Regions from separate parts of the Arachis hypogaea genome. Here region 1 is linked to region 2. The links are chromatin contacts, called in public Hi-C maps. All regions are on one chromosome and are shown on one strand. The core of a region is the stretch at or near the end of the contact, and the rest is flanking DNA. Distances in the headings are between cores, read along the strand shown.

The links. A called contact is a pair of places that touch in the nucleus more often than the background predicts.
Region 1: a Hi-C map of leaf shows a contact between it and region 2, with 5 times the contacts expected there. The contact joins the promoter of LOC140175069 here to the promoter of LOC112710507 in region 2. A contact is called at or near these places in 2 of 8 Hi-C or Micro-C datasets (both in leaf).

What each region holds. Positions count from the first base shown.
Region 1 is chr9:15,769,150-15,771,849 of arahy.Tifrunner.gnm2.J5K5, forward strand. It overlaps LOC140175069 (protein MAIN-LIKE 1-like), which reads right to left and starts at 1,419. Exons shown (of 1, transcript XM_072201978.1): 1 at 844-1,419. The coding sequence starts at 1,419. The coding sequence ends at 844.
Region 2 is chr9:15,564,429-15,567,128 of arahy.Tifrunner.gnm2.J5K5, forward strand. It overlaps LOC112710507 (protein SLOW WALKER 2), which reads right to left and starts at 1,317. Exons shown (of 17, transcript XM_025762754.3): 1 at 906-1,317.

The sequences.
Region 1 (2,700 bases), core at 169-2,668, 200 kb after region 2:
TGACTGTAGGCCGGTGGCTGTGGTATATAATAAGGAAATGGCTTAAACACTGCATGCTGAGGTGGCTGAAGGGTAGTGGCTGTAGGGCAGGTGCCTATGTATGATGAGGAGCGTACCCCGTCAATCTCAACAGATGTTCGTAGGAGCGTACGTACCAATTCCGGTACTCAACCGTCGGAAAAAAATCCCTGGTCGGAAGGGGGTGCAGATCTCGCAATCGACTGTGTCGCCTGTTGGCCCACTCCGCTATCCAAGGCCCATGCAAAACTGTCCAGTCATGAAGCTGCACTCCGCGTAGAACGATGCAATGTTGGTCAAGTGGAATATCCCTTGCTGCCTGCAGAGGAGGTTGTATATATCCAAACTGATGCATCACTCGTCCGTAGGGTACCACTCGACACACTCGAACGACAACAATGGAGCAACGATGTTACACACCTCAAGATGAGGATGCAACTCGTCTGGGACGATCAATCCGTCGTACGGCCGCCACTCAAACTGCCACAGTATTATTGGTATATTAGAACCCTAACAATAATGATTGGAAAAATGGATAAGAACCATAATTATTTACCTCCTGCACGTAGTCTATATCATGCTTGAATGTGTCTACGGTCTTCGATAACCACGCTGTGGTCCGTTCCGAATGACTCCACTTGAAACATTATTAATTGAAAATATTTAAATAACTCACCATAAGTCAAACATGCATCATGAATATAACACATGACTAAAATAAGACTTATTACCTCCTGGCAACTGGTATCTCGGCTGGTGGAAGGGTTTGTCTCGGTACGGGAGCAAGACACGGCATTCGCTCCCATGTCCAAACAAACAACAAGTTCAGAGGGCCATCCAACTCCTTTGTATCATATCGTGATGCACGACATAGTGCTCTGTAAAGATGTGCAAGACACGCTGCCCCCAACTATAAGTATGGATCCGCTTGAAATCGCAAAGCAATGGTAGATATTTCGCATGGGCATATACGGTTGACTTGTCCGTGAATAGGGTCGACTCTAACAAACACAAGATCTGACATCTGACGTATCTTCTGATGGACTCCTTAGTGTCTAACGGCTCTATGTCTCTGATACGTCGAACCCAACCCAGCTTTATATAGGACTTCGAAGAATGACTGACTGATGGCTCACGACCAAATATCACTATGCTCTGACTTTGAAGGAAGTCGCCACTACTATCTGTCCATCCACTGACAGGCTCTCCATCAATGGGTAGACCGAATATATGAGCGACATCCTCTAATGTCACTATAACCTCACCGACCGGCAATACAAAGGTGTGGGTTTCTGGCCTCCACCTTTCAACCAGAGCAGCTAACATGAGGTAAAATCCTCTTATGACTCCAATTCTAGAGACGTGATAGAATCCCGTGGCGCATAAGTAGTTCTCCACCATCGGATTTCACGTCTGTGGCGGATCCAGTTTACGCACCAACAAATTCCTGTTAAGCTGCATCAACAAAGATATATGTTACATTAATTAAATAATAATCCTTATAAATATTTTAATAAACATTCATCACATATTTATTTTAATATCTTATTTATTAAATTATTTAACATAGCTTATCTATTTATTTATTTATTTATTAAAAAATTAATTTCTTTATTTATTTATCAAATAAAATATTTAATCCTTACGAAAAAAAATTTGCTATAACAATATTTAATAACATTTATCACGTATTATTTAATAATCTTTATTTATCAAATTATTTATTTTTTTAATTTTTTAATAAAAATATATATTTTATACATTTTACATATTTAATTTATTATAATATTTATTTATTAATATACGCAACATATTTATGTTTAAAAAGTCAAAATATTTTTTTATTCTTGAATATATTCATACTAACAAAAATTAAAAAAAATTATTAAAAAATTACACATATTCTTATTATTATTAACGTTTATTTTATAAAAGCTATTATTATATTATTAAAATATTTATAAAATACACAAAATAATATTCTAATTACAAAATATATATACATAAAGAATATAAATACATAAAAAATAAATTTTAAATACAGAAAAAAATTAAAATTTACCAACTTACATAAATAGGATGATCCAAATAATTGATAATATGTTCTTGGTTAAATTACACAGTTAGTCCCTACACTTTCAGTGAAATTGTAAATTAGTCCCTACACTTTAAAAGTTTATAATTGAGTCCCTAAAGAGAATTAAAATTTGTAATTTAGTCCCTACCATTCAAAAAGTATTTGATTTAATAGAATATTCTCAGCATATTCTCTGTTTTAAACATGTGAGCTGCACATGTTTGATAACAGGGACAAATTTGCAATTTTAGTGAAAGTATGGGGACCAACCGTGTAATTTAACTATTTGAAAATGACAAAAAATTCTCTAGGCTATCTGAACCCACCTCACCCCTCTCCAGCTCTCTCACTTTCACTTTCTCACTTTCCAAATCGATACCCCAACTCCAGCGCTCTATCTCTCACCTCGATTCACCGTCGTCATGCCGGATCCACCGCATTTGTGCTCACAGGTCGGGTCTCGCTTCCTTCCTCCAACTCACCTCTCTCATCCAATGACTTTTTCTTCTCTTCCAATTTTGATATTGAACACCGATAAATGAAAGAGAACAATTCCAATCCAAAACATGCTCAAAGCGAACAATTCAATGTCTAAGAAAAAAATA
Region 2 (2,700 bases), core at 67-2,566:
CAAACGTTAGAACAGTGAAAAATGAAGAAAGATTAGTAGTTTTCAACCCAATTTTAACAAAGCTCATCACAATGATTAACAACAAAAAAAAAGCAATGAAGGAACAGTGAATCAATAACATAGGCAGTGCAAATTCAAGAAACTTTAATAAAATTTAACTACAGAAACAGACAGTAAAGCAGTAATAGAGTTATCAATTTAAAATTTATCATCAAATACATTCAGTGAGCAAAACCAATCAACCAAGTACTGACTGGGAATTCGGAAAAAAAAAAGAATCAAAAGAACATTTAAATCACAGCAAAAACACAACAACAATAGGAACATTTAAAACAAAGCAACCCAAAAAAAAAATCTAAAAATCACCATTGCTGAAAACAATGATTTGAAGAATTAAAAGCTAAGCTTACAGGAAAGTGAAGAATACCAAAACCAAAGAACCTTCAATCACAGCTTAAATCAAGAACAGAAAATCACAACAAAAAAAAAAATTAAAAGTAACAGAAGAACAACAGAACAACAACACAAGAACAATTAGCAAATTAACAAATTCACAATAACAGTTAAAAATTTACCAAAAGAAACACTAATGCAAGTGGAATCATCATGCTAATATGTTTTCTACAAAGATGCTATTTGTGCAGCTAAAAATTCCTAATTACTAAGATCCAATTATTCTAATTTCACATGCAATCAACTTACTAAGTTTCTAAAAGCTAGAAAGTATAAAACCAACCAGAAATATGGTTAAAACATTTCATCAAACATGTTGAGTGCGGTAAAATTAAAAACAAAACAAGAGAATTCAAAGCTTAATATCAATGTGATAGAGAAGAGAACATAACTATTGTAACTTTAATTCAGTCTATGAAATAATCCAAACCACTACCAAATCAAATAGTTACTTATTGTAATAGAAATCAGAAGTTGCAGAGTTTGAGGCAGAGTATTGGTGTTGTGTGAGTGTATTGTCTGGTGGCGGGTTTAGGGAACTCACGGCGGCGACAAAAGAGAGGAGTTCGACGGCTAGGTGGAGCACGCGGGTTGGTCGCAGTGTTTGAAGCAGAGCAACGTGGCTTCCAGACGAACACGAATGCGAACTCGAACGGTGAACGGCGAAGAACGCGAACGTGAACGGCAAACAAACGGCAAACAAACGGCGACCTGGGCTGGGGGCTGGGGGGCTAGGGTTCTTTGTTCTTTCAATTTTAAACTTTCACTTTTCAGTTTCAGAGAAGAGAGGAGTGGGGCTGGGCTGCGTTGGGGTTTAGGGTTTCTTCCTTTTTTTTTTTCTTAAGCTGTAAAACGGCGCCGTTTGGAGGGATATACTACACCAAAAACCCTTTAAAAAAGTTGGCCGGTTTTGGCTATTCACCCGTTAATTGTCGATTTGACTGGTTTTTTGCGTGTACATGATCTGATTTGGTTCAAAAATCCGGCTTGAATCTAAAGTATTTTTGCATATATTGGCCCGGATCCGAAGTGGTCCGGGTTTGACCCGAGAACAAAAAACAACACTTAGAAGAATACTTCAATTGGGTTCGGGCTATAATTCGGATCACCTACAGTTTGATTCGACGAGGATACATATTTCAAAATTATTATTTTATATTTAAGAAGTATAAGTAATAAGACTTTAGACTAATATATAATATTTTGTGTTATTTGTATGTAACTTATATATTTTTTACTAAATGAATTTTATCATATGAAATAATTGTTGGAAATTTAAAACTTCTCCCATACTAGCATTCAAAAAGATAATACGTTTTGTCTTAAACTTGTGTTTTCTAACAAATATGGTGTAATATTAATTATTAACTAATCTATTTAATTTTAATAAAAATAATTATGAAACTAGGAAAGAGATATAAAGATGCATGAAATTATGATTAAAGGTTCGATTTTTATCCCGTATAATTGTGCTCCGAATGTGTATAGATTTCATCGAATTAGGATCTAAAAAATAGGTCTGATATATATTTAGGATTGGCTCTGGATGGGACAAATCTGATTTCACCCTACTTATATACACCCCTACTAGGCAGTTTATGATGCTAACTGAACTGGCCTGGTGATCGATTTCCAGTTAATCCGGCTGAACCAACCGGTCCAATTCAATTTTCAAAACTCTGATATTAAACGAAAAATTACTAGTTAAAAATGTTACATAATTTGAAGTTATTTAACTAAATTATTATATGATGACTCTCAATTATTACTTATTAGTATGCTTGTCTTCAACTAAAATTGGAATAATACAAGGTCATAATAGAAACACAACCGTCACGACAAAAAAAAAATTCAAATATTTTTATCACAAAAGTAATTCGAAACTGTTCTTGTAGAGGTTAGCCAGTGTATAGTTCGTCCGTCGATGAATGTCTTTAAGCTTCTCGTCGGGATGAGTTATACGTCAGGGAGAGAACAAAGGGGTGGATACCTGCAAAAAACACTCCAACGCTCAAGTCGGTAAGTGTTTAAGAGGTATAAGAATAATCCTATGAATATAAAATGTAAGACATGAAATAAAAGTTATCATGTTTTGTATATTATAATAATTCTATGAATATAGAATGTATATAGAATATATCTAGAATCTTTAGAATGTATGGTGTATATAGAAATTGGGGCCTTTTATAGGCATAAAGTTGATGAATATAGTTGATGGTATGACCGTTGATCATTAAGTCAGAATAA